Linked DNA regions of Mus musculus: all the other regions are linked to region 2. Evidence: chromatin contacts called from public promoter capture Hi-C data. All regions are on one chromosome and are shown on one strand. Each heading gives the region's core, a stretch centred on a gene start, on an enhancer-like site or on the middle of the called end of the contact. The rest is flanking DNA. Distances are from core to core; before and after follow the strand shown.

Region 1 (2,700 bases), core at 115-2,614, 1.9 Mb before region 2:
TATCCTCCCTTCTAGTCAGCCATCTAGCAAACACCATAGCCCATAAAAGAAGGTATGGTCAAAATTTCTGAGATCGCTTTTCTCATCAATCACTACACAAAGGTCCCCAAAGAGAGCACTTCCCTGAAGAGTTCACATCACCAGCTTACTCTTAAGGCACTCCTGGTCTCTCTGAATTACTATTTCACTTGCTAGCCCGCCTCCATCAGGCTACCAAGGGACCTCACTGACTTAAGCACAATGCCTCAGGGAAAAAAATCTAAACACCGTGGCAAAAGCTTATCAAATGGAAGGACCCAACTACAAGTATGAATAATCTAGGACTCAATTTTGGTTTGTATCTCGCTTTCACTCAGGTAATAAAACCTAATTTCTCGCCCCAATACACATACACACACACACACACACACACACACTCACTCTCTCTCTCCCCCCCACCCCCGCCCCGGAAGCAGGGGAGGGTTGGAGGTCGAAACATTTTAACAAGATGTTCATAGTAGTAGTCCTTGACATTACTGACATTATGAGTGAAAAATATAAAGGCTGACCCACTCCGGATAAAACCAGTTTTGCTGCCACCTATCAGTCGCTGGTAAGATGCTTCTAACACTGAGCAAAACTGAAGAGAATCTCCAGAGTAAGCTAATCTACTCCACCAGCTTCGAAAACCCGAGTGCCACGGGATGAGGGTCCCCTTGGCCCGTCTCCAAACCCCCCGAGTGACCAACCCGTTTCCAAGGAGTCGGGACCCACCTTTCAGGTCGGTGGTCCGCAGTCTGGAGCTCGCCTTCCTCGGAGTCCTCGGGCTTCCGGTCCCTTCCGTCCGCTCTGCGCTTCCGTCCGAGACTCCATCTCGCAGGGGACCGCGGGCTGAGGACACAGACTGCGGTCAGTGGGCGGGGCCCCCAAGCACCGATGGTTCAGGGAACCCTTAGCTTACAGACGGCGAGAAGTCGAGGACTCGTAGACCGCATGACCCGCTTACCTCGCACCACCGTCGCGGCGACTCCCATAACCGGGTGGGCTTCTAGGTCTGCAGGCCATGGCGGCAGAAGTCTGAAGGGCAGCTCGGCGGCAAGCACTTCACTCGGCAACAGCACTGACGAGGTCTGAGCTCGCCTTGCCCAACCGCCCTTAAGTGCGCAGCGGCCCCGCCCCTCGGTAACTCCCGCGCGCGCGCGGCGAAGGGCGAAACCATGAGACGCGCACCTGCAGGGGAGTCCCTCTCAGCTCTGCGCGCCCGCCTGACGGACCCGGCTCCAACCCAAGCCTTGGGATTGCGGGCAGTCGCTAAACTACAACGCCTAATGCGGCCGTCCGAAGGGCGGGAGAAATGGAACAGCCCGACTAAGGCGGAAAGGAACTGGCGACCTCCCCCAGCCCCCACGGCCTTCCAGGAGGCTGGCGCTGTAGCAGCTGGGCCTCTGATTGGTTGCCCCTTCGCGGGCCCGAGGGATATTGGCGGGAGATTGGGCAGTGCGCGCCACTGCCTCTCAAAGTCAGGAGGTGTGGCCACGGCGAGGGCCGGCCCACCGAGATGCAGTCCAAGATCCCGACCGGCCCCTCCTACCCACCGCCACAGTAAGGCGGGAGAGCCCGCCTCTAGCTTATACCCATAGCTTTAAAACCGTACAAGCCATCCATTAACAGCCAAATAACTTAGTGGCCTCTTTTTCCCCGCAAGGCCATCTGCCCTGCCTCTGGTGCTTGAGTCTCCAGCACGCAGGCCAGGCCCCTGCAGATCCCACCTGTCCTATGTGGGCAATCATGACCCTTCCCTTAAGAGTGGATCTGGCCCAGAGCAGCGTGAGAGGGTGGGATGGTGGTAACTATGTGGAGCCATCTAAGGGCTTGTCCTTCTGAACGTACCAAGCACTGACACTGGTTTCTTATACGACTTTCTGATCTGTGACTATATTCATCTGACTTTCCCAACATCCTGCAGCCACTATGTAAAATACTGCAAAAGTTTGGTTTTACTACCAGGTTAAACAAAATGAAGTACATCACTTGAAAAGGAACACTTTATTAAATACTGTATCATTTAACTACATTTACATTTATTTGTATAAAATTAACTCTTCTGTGGTTAAAAATAACTTCAAACCACTTGGCCTCTGCTAGGCAGACAGCCCTTGAAACTGGCTGTCTCCTGGTCATACTTCAGGGACAGGCAGAACTGAGTTTGCTCTGGTAGCAAATCCCTGGGGTTAGGTGCAGTGTTGGCTGGATAAGGGGCTAGCTTGGTCTGCTACTACTGCTTTCAACAACTAAATGTAAGTGCTTCAGGACAAGTTGAAGGAGAGGTCATCCCTCTAGCAGCTACACTTTGTGTCAGAGATGGAGAGTAAAGAGCAACCTCTTCCCCACCCATCTGTACCATAGATAAGTGAGTACATCTATGTATATGTGCGTCCATCAGAACCTTAACCACTGAGGTATCCTCTCCTGATCCAAGCACCCCACAGGGGCTTGGCTAACCCTGTGCTACACCCCTGATGGGTTTCTTTCTGGATAGTCCTGTGGCTCTCTGGTCCTTGGCTCCCTAAAACCCTTTCCTAGGGTTAGGAGTATGAGCTTTTGGTCTCCCCTGGACTAGAGAAGCAGGACAAGACAACAAAAGCATTGTGGACCCTCTAAAGCATATGCAACCCTCGTGAGGAACTTGGGAAAGTACTCTGTCATACCTTCCTACCAAGA
Region 2 (2,700 bases), core at 19-2,518:
ATGCAACAGAAAGCTGACTAACAGAGTACCCCAGCTAGTTGCTGTACACCCCTACCGGCATATGGAATATAGAGATCAAGGACTCTGGCTACATTGTGATCCCCAATCCAGTACCAGCGCCAGGAACCAGCAGAGTGGTGACTATAGTATACATCTGAGATCAGCCAACCAACACAAGACCTTGGCTCTTCTGTACCCCAGAATCTTCCAGTTGACTGCTGATAGGACATCCGGGATGGGCATCACATAGTGGTGCAACAGCAGCGTCCAGCTCTTACCATTCTCCTTCGTTGTGATGGAGATGGAGTTGATACACGTTGCTCGTTTTAACCTCCAAATTCCCCTCATTATCTTCTTCCAAGGGCAAAAAGGTGACACTCCCACTGGAGACATCTGAGGGGGAAAGACAAGGCTATCAGGTCATAACTGCTCTAAACGGATCCCTTGGAAGTAGAACTGAGCAGCGATGGACAGGAGAGTAATGCTTTCCAGTCCTTAGTGGCTGTCCAGCACTGGGGAGAGGGCTCTACACTTTGGACACACCATTATAGCTAGCACTTAGACAATACAAGGCCAGAGCTGGGTGGTGGGTGGTGTGGCGCTCCTTTAATCCCAGTACTTGGAAGGCTGAGGCGGGTGTATCTCTGTGAGTTCGAGGCCAGCCTGTTCTACATAGCGAATTCCAGGCCATATAAGGCCCTGTCTCAAAAAGCGAACGCTTTTCAGTCTGTTTGCGCTCTTCCCACTACTCTCCTACCTTGCACTACCAGTTCTTTCTTCGGCTCTGTGAGTGGGGAGTGCGGGCTCGCTTTCGGGATGACAGTCCTGAGAATCAGGTCGAGCTCCTGCGCGGCTTCAGGCTGAGGACCCAACGAGGGGCCACAGAGGAAGGCCAGCATTTCCGGATTGGCGTGGACGAGGCTTTGGGAGACTCGGTCCCATAGCGAGTTCAGGTCAGCCGCGGGAGCGGTGCCTTCGCGGCTCGCCCTAGGTCCCGACTCTGGCTCTCCTTTAGGAGAAGCCTGTCCGGGTTCCCTCTCCAGCCCGTGTCCCTGTCCCTGCCGCGGTCCACACTCCGCCTGGGCGTGGGACCGCAAAGTTCTCCCGCGGGCTTCCATGCGGGCGCCGCACAGCCTCTTGTTGGCCACCTGTGGCCTCTCCAGCCACACGGTCACGGCGGCCCAGAAGCCTGCAGGTAGCAGGGCATCAGGATCGCTTAGCCGCACTCTACCCAGCTCCTCCATGGCTGCGCGCTCGGCGCGTTGGGATGACGCGACCCGGAAGCGCATTGACTCACGGGAGTTAGAGCCTGGACCCGGAAGGCCATCCCTTTGTCCTTTTTGCTGGGCGGTAGCTTCGGAGCCGCTGGCGGAGCCTGGGACGCGGGAGGAGCAGAGTGTGGGCCGCAGTGGATACAGCCTCCTGGGGTCCTCAACGACTGAATGTACAACCCCTTCTCTGCTTGCTTTCTTGCTTGGAAATAAGAGCTCCCAAGCGGTACATCCGATTCGTGCCCCCTAAATGAAATTTTGCCCCCAGAGGTTCCACCTCTCACGACAAAGCTAATAATACTGAGAGGAGAGGAAGTTACTTGAGCAAACAAGACGTAACTGATACACTCAGCAGAAAGCCACACTTATATGAAGGATTCTACAAAGCTGGTTGGCTAACTACAACTTCATGATTGTAAAGAATTGGAATGCGGACCCAAAGCTAGCATTACCTTGGGCGATTATTTAGCTCCTTTATAGCCATGCATTGCCCACCTGTGTCTGACTCCAAATTCTTTGACTGGAATACATTAACTTGCCAGAAAGTAACCTCCTACCAACCCAAAAGATAAAGCTGGCATCAGAAAACATAAGAAACCTATAACACAGACGTTCTGAAAGTATAACAAAGTAAAAACAGAATTCTAGGCCTTTAGGCCCAGGCTTGGGAATGTGGCCTTTGTAAAGGTATGCTAATCATAAAACAGATAGCGACATTCCTCTACCCACCCGCTTCCTGGGTTCAAAGAGTGCTCATTCAAAGAAAGTCACCCTGACCATTGCCATATACAAATGTGCTTTTGTTAGGGGCTCTTAGAAACTGTTTTGAAAAATAACCCTCACAATTACCAGGTATTCCTCGTGACTCTTGTAACTTTGCACTTCCTTGTGACTCTTAACTGGTATTTTTGTTATTTTCCAACAATGCCCTTCCCACCTCCTTGAGTTGTGGTTTCTTCCTTTAAATACCCCCTTACTCAGCTACTCGGGGCGCCACGGTCCTCTACCCCTTCGTGGTGTATGACCGTGGGCCCGAGAGCGCTCTTGAATAAAAATCCTCTTGCATTTTGCAACAGGCCCGTTTCTTGTGGGTGATTTTGGGGTGTCGCCTCTCCTGAGTCAGAACGTGGGGGAGTCCTCACGTTGTGGGTCTTTCATTTCTTACTTTGTTACCTGAGGTCCGAAACAAAGTATTTGTTAAATCCTTTGGAATGTACAAACTATTAGCTTCCACCAACATGAAGGCTAAAAATGTCTCCAGCAATTTCCCCTCATTGTTCTAACCCACCTACCTGTTGGTACCCATCCTTGTATTTTAAAAATACTTACTTTATGGATTTTGTTACTATTAAAAAAACTGTCACCACGTATGAACATAGTTTTTAAACCATAGTCACTCATATTTGTCTCCAGACTAAGCTATCCCTCA
Region 3 (2,700 bases), core at 190-2,689, 1.1 Mb after region 2:
TATGTAACTCCAGTTCCAGGGGATCTGACACCCTTACACAGATATACATGCAGGTAAAATACCAATACACATCAAATAAATATTTTTAAAACAATTATAAAAAACATCTGATATTGATCACTGGCCTCCACGCGTTAAATATACATGCACCCAAACACACACATTAATATATAATTATAATTCAATGTTTGTCTAAGAGAAGATAGTGGGGAAATATGATAAAGGGACATTATAGAGATATATAAATGAACTTGTGAAAGAACACGTTTTAAAAGTACATCAGTTGGCAAGAATAGCAACTAAATCTACAATAATAAGTATCAACTGCAAGAAGCCTCCATGGGTATTTCAAATGCACAGTTCCAGAATGGTTTTTGTCATAAAGATCCTGAGACCTAGTTAAGAATGGTTCAGCCCAAAACATCTGCGGGCGAATATTTGACCTTCAGAATGCAGAGTGACAGATATTTTTCCCCTTCTTTTAAATCTGAAGTCTCTAAAACCGACAAAGTGTCATGCAACGGGTCCTATACTGGTGGCAGAAATCTTGCGTGGGGTTTTCACTGCATAGGCTTTTCCATGGCATCACCTGTTATCCAAACTGCACGTCCCCGGCTCCTCGGCAAGCCTCTCCTACCGTTTCCTTAGCAAGCCAAGAACCAGAAACGCAAAATGCATTGTCAGTTACTTGGGCAACAAGGCAAAGCAGGTGATGAGACCCAAGAACCCCGTTTAGTAAATGACTCCGGAGTCGCATGTCCCCCTCCCGTTTATCCCCCATCTCACTTTTCTTGGTTAAACCTTTAAGGTTTGTCTACAGAAGGGCAAACACTGAAGGGAGGGGCTGCCAGGTTCGGGGTCTGCTCCCCACTGCTCGCCCTGTCCTGGCCTCTACGCAAAGCGCTCAGCCCTGGCCCGGCGTCCACCGGGAGCTCCCGGGACGCCGGCCGGAAGCCGGGCCGCGAGGGTCCGGGCGGTGGCGCGCGCAGGCCGGCGACTCCGGGGCCTGTCACTTCTGCCCTCGGCCGTCACCTTCTTCGACCCCGCGCCATAGGCCCGCGTGCCCGCCACTCACCGCGCCGCGCCCGCCCCCGACCGCCGAAGGACAAAGCTGAGGGCGCGGGGCGAGGCGAGGCCGCTGTCCTCAGGCCGGGCCGCCTCAGCCCGCCGCGGCCCATTGTGCGCACTCATCGCACGCCGCCCGCGGGGTCCTCGAGCCGGACATCCCTCTGGCCCGCCACCCGCCACGGCCCCGCTCCCGGCCGCCGCCTACCTGCCAAGGCTACCGGGTGGGCGCCTCTCCTTGCGCTCCGAGGGCTGCAGGCGGCTGCCGAGCGCCGGGCGGCCCTGGCCTGCGCCTTACGTAAAGCGGCGGCGGCCCCAGCGCCAGGCGGCGGAGGGCGGGAGGCGGCGCGCGGCAGCCGCTCCGCTGCGTTACCTGGCAACAGCCTCAGCGCCCGGCCAGCCAACGCCGCGTTCCATATCCTTCCGCCCAGGCGCCGGGATTACATCAGCGCGCCGGGGCTCCGCCCTCGTGCTGTGTGGGTGGGGGAGCAGCAGGCGCGCAGGACTGGATTCTGGGGTCCTGAAGATCCTGACACCACGAGGCCGACCTGAGGATCCGAGGCTTTGAAGCTTTACCAGGCCCTGAGAGAGGGCTCCTGGGTCGGTGACCTCCCGCTGGGTCACTGAGACCCGGCTTTGCAGAGCCCTTCCAACACAAACCCCCGCGTTACACCTGTCCGCGCCCCCTCTTCGCCATGTCCTGGAATGGCTGGAGTGGGCGGCTTAACATAAAGACTTCAATTAAAAACAAAAAGTGACATGGCTTTTTTATGTTATTATTAAGTAGGCAAAAAATAAAAGACCTTCTGGAAGATTCGGAAGTGGGAGCCAAAAATGTGCACTAACCTTTTAATCAAAAGCCTCTTCCCACCTACTCACCTTCCCTAAATGTGACTCCTAGGCTCTTCCAGAAAAGCAGATGTAGATGTCAGAAGTACCAGGAAGAAAAGCCAGAGATGTGCCTTCTATACAAAGGCAAGAACAGGTCCCGTAGGGGAGTGACCTGCATGTAGTTCATCAAACTCATTGAGCACCGCCAGGCACCAGGCCCTGTTCTTGGGTTCAGAGTCTGAGACCCGGAGTTCCCAAGCTCAGCTCAGGCTTCTGGGAGGAGCAGAGAACTGGAAGTACTTTTCTGCTGAGGTAGGCTGGACTCTTGTATGCAAGCCAAGGTCAGGAACCTAAAAGAACTGTCCTTTCATAGAATCCATACTGTTCCAACAAACATCTTTTCACTCTCCCGGAGAAACCCAAAGTAAAGCCTTCCTGGAGAGACCCGGAACAGGCTGGGGAGTGGGTGACGCCTCGGGATGGAGGCAGAATTTGAGCACAGGCCTTTGGCTCTATTGTCGGGGATCTTTTCCTTCACCCAAGTCTTACCCTTCCTTAGTTTGCTCCCCCTTTTGTTGCCTCGGGGTTCATTTGAGGTGAGTCACAAGCCACAGTTTTATTTACTACACATCTTTTGGTTACCTGTTCCAGGGCGGGCAGCCAGGCAAACTCATATAACATGCGAGAGAGTGGAAAATCCAGGGTCATCTGAGAGTGAAGGTGGGCATAAATGGTGTCAGGATCTTCAGGACCTCAGAAGCCAGGCTTGCACAGACCAGGGAAACATTTCCCTAAATATGGAGA
Region 4 (2,730 bases), core at 114-2,613, 1.4 Mb after region 2:
TGGGGTGTTCTACACGCTTGTACCTGGGAAAGAAGGCGAGGGGCATCTCTACCCAATCCTGCCTGTATCTGAGGAGGTCCAAGGAACATTCAGGAAGAAATTGGAACATAAACTCTCTCTAGATTCCTAGTTAGATGAAAAAGTACCTGCGAATGGCATCAGCACCAGAGAGACATAGGTCAACAGGTGAGGGAACTGGGGAGGTAGCCCCTGTGATCGCCATGGCCTTCAAGAGCCTAGGACATGGGTCCGAGTGAGGGTTGGATTCTAGAGAGGAAAGTCCCAGCCAACCACCTGGGGTCTTTGTCCAAGGTGACAGAGGAAGGGCTGCACCTGCTTGCCTGGGGGAGGGGGAGGGAATTGGAGGTGGGAGGAGGGGGTAGAGGTTCATTAGCTCTGTCCATTAGGTGTGTGGTCCTGTCCAGGCCCCAAATCTACTGAGCCTCTGTGTCCAATGGAAACTGTAAGTCCTACCCCTAGGACTAGGGGCCCGAGTACACGGTGGAGGGTGACAGTGTCAGGGAGATAGTTCCAAGAAACTAAAACGCTGTTTTATTGGACTCTCATATAAAGATAACTAACAAAATACGTTGAAAGGACGCAGCTCCATCACACCCAAAAGTGCAGGATCAGATTTTCCAGAAGGCTTCCAGTTCATCTGACCAGAACCTAAGTTCCTCTAGGTGCGGTGCATACCAGAGCTGGGGTCACACAATGGCCAGCAGGTACCTAATAGGGTGGGTAACTATGGGCGGGTCCCAAGGGTTCCTACCTCCTTTTCTGAGGACCAGGAAAGAGAAAGAAACAGACACACGGCTCCTGGGTGGGCTGAGCCCCCACGCGCCCCAGGAATCAGGTCCTTCATGGTCCTGGGTAGGGAGTCCAGGGATGTAGGTCTTGATGGGGCAGCTCTGGAGCGTGGGCAGCCTCTCCGACACGCTGTCCCCATCCGCAGCGCGGTCATGCAGGGAGATTTGCGGGAGTGCCGGGACTCCAGGGCTGAGTGAGAGGCGCACGGCTTGGGCACAACTGGCCCAGTTGGGGCAGTAGACGCCTCGGGCTCCGTGGAGCAGCGAGAGTCCTGGCCTCCAACTTCTAGCAACTTGGAGTGGACTTGGGGCTCTGCCACCCATCAGGGGAAACTGAGGCCGGGAGAGCAGCGCCACCCAGCGCTCCGAAACCCTCCCTGACACTGCGCGCCCAACGCCAAGGCCAAGGCCATGGCACAACGACCCTGAAGAACTTACCGGCCGCAGTGCTGGGCCTCCCAGCCCGCCGCGAAGTTGCTCCGAAACCGCGGAGATTGCAGCGGCCAGCTGAGCAGGCGGAGCGCGCGGCCCTACATTCAGCGCGGCCCCGGGAAAGGGGGCGGGGCCTGGGCGGGGCCTCTGCCACCCTCCATTCCTGCTGCGACCCAGGGAGACTCGGCTCGTTAAGTCGCCGGCAAGCCTGCCAATCACTATGTGCTGTCGCGAATCACGGAGCGCCTCGCCTTGCAGCGACTTGCTCTCTTGGGTCGCCAGGAGGACAGATGGCGGCGAGAGGGCGGGTCTGGCCGGCCCACAGCTTAAGTTTCCGAGTGGACTCGGCCCCGGCCCTGCCCCCTCGCCGCCCCGCCTCCAGGACATCTCTTTCCTGACCCAAGCTTGTAAGCCTGCTGCTTAACAGGTGGTTGGACCCAGGAACAAGTCTCGCGCCACCTTTGGCCCGCCTCTGCATCGTGAGGCCCCATCTTCAGACTTCAGACCGGCTATTACAATACTGACTAAGGTCGCGCACTTCGTGCCAGGCGCCCTAATTCCGACGCATTGAGATACACAGAGGACTCCCCAGTGTAGCAGCGAGTACAAAAAGTGTGTGTGCACGTGCTACCAAGTACTGCCTTAAATGATCAAAACCCAAACCCAAAAGCAGTTCAGCACTCTTTAAAGATTAGCCAGACGATAATGCCAGGCTCAGGCAGTTGGAAGCCCCTCCCCCCTCCTTTTTTTTTTTTTTTTTTTTTTTTTTTTTCCTCAGGAGTGTCTGAGAGGTGTGGTTTGGAGATCAAAACTACAGTCTTGTTTCCGTGCTCCTTCCTTTCCTGAACCGCACATCTCACTGCACCTGCCCCGGTGATCTGCACCAACAGGTCAGGCTGACAGAGACAGCATCACCATCTTATCAGGAGGAGGTTGCTCACTGAACCACTACAACCAAATACTTTGATTCTGCACCTGCTCAGGGTCTAATCTCAAGTACCCCAGCTAGGCTCACAGAGGAAGGAAGCTTATCCCAGCAGAGTGACTCTGTCCTGCCTCCATCTGGGGCCCTTTCAGAAGCAGAGATTTTCAGGTTCACCCCCTAAGTGTGGGGTGGCTGTTTCGGGGCGAGGTGGGGCAAGTTCAAGAAGCAGGAGCACCAGATGGCAGTGGCTTTTTCAGAACTATAGCCTTGCCTTACCAAAACAAGTTGCTAGAGCTGCTGGAGGGGTTACATTAAAAAAAAAAAAAAAAAAACTTCTCCCAATATGGAAAAGGAAACGTGGCCTCTGCCATAGCAATTCACATTTCCATGGTAACTAATTGTCTTAATGCATTTTCTGTTGCTATGACAGAATATCTGGGACTAGGTAATTTGCAAAGGAAAGAAGTTTATTTGGTTCATTGTTCTGGGGGGTGGGAGAAGCCAGGACCAGGCAGCACATGGCAAGGGCCTTGTCCTGCATCAACGTGTGCAGGAAAACAGAGA

The links. Promoter capture Hi-C pulls out the DNA fragments that hold promoters and counts their contacts.
Region 1: a contact with region 2 is called in a promoter capture Hi-C map of pre-B cells, with 2.4 times the contacts expected there. The contact joins the promoter of Slbp here to the promoter of Trmt44 in region 2. A contact is called at or near these places in 2 of 39 promoter capture datasets (the C10 cell line and pre-B cells), 1 of 484 Hi-C or Micro-C datasets (CD4 T cells) and 1 of 9 other capture datasets (liver).
Region 3: a contact with region 2 is called in a promoter capture Hi-C map of pre-B cells, with 4 times the contacts expected there. The contact joins the promoter of D5Ertd579e here to the promoter of Trmt44 in region 2. A contact is called at or near these places in 2 of 39 promoter capture datasets (pre-B cells and second pharyngeal arch cranial neural crest) and 1 of 115 datasets of contacts at active chromatin or transcription factors (pancreatic cancer cells).
Region 4: a promoter capture Hi-C map of pre-B cells shows a contact between it and region 2, with 2.8 times the contacts expected there. The contact joins the promoter of Wfs1 here to the promoter of Trmt44 in region 2. A contact is called at or near these places in 2 of 39 promoter capture datasets (liver and pre-B cells) and 1 of 9 other capture datasets (adipose tissue).

Annotation. Positions count from the first base shown.
Region 1 is chr5:33,651,210-33,653,909 of GRCm38.p6, forward strand. It overlaps Slbp (stem-loop binding protein), which reads right to left and starts at 1,365. Exons shown (of 8, transcript NM_009193.2): 1 at 986-1,365; 2 at 754-870. The coding sequence starts at 1,044. It overlaps Tmem129 (transmembrane protein 129), which reads right to left. Exons shown (of 4, transcript NM_026698.3): 4 at 2,007-2,700.
Region 2 is chr5:35,573,802-35,576,501 of GRCm38.p6, forward strand. It overlaps Trmt44 (tRNA methyltransferase 44), which reads right to left and starts at 1,269. Exons shown (of 11, transcript NM_030208.3): 1 at 758-1,269; 2 at 279-393. The coding sequence starts at 1,244.
Region 3 is chr5:36,694,582-36,697,281 of GRCm38.p6, forward strand. D5Ertd579e (DNA segment, Chr 5, ERATO Doi 579, expressed) reads right to left here and starts at 1,440. Exons shown (of 9, transcript NM_001081232.3): 1 at 1,274-1,440.
Region 4 is chr5:36,987,619-36,990,348 of GRCm38.p6, forward strand. Wfs1 (wolframin ER transmembrane glycoprotein) reads right to left here and starts at 1,364. Exons shown (of 8, transcript NM_011716.2): 1 at 1,248-1,364.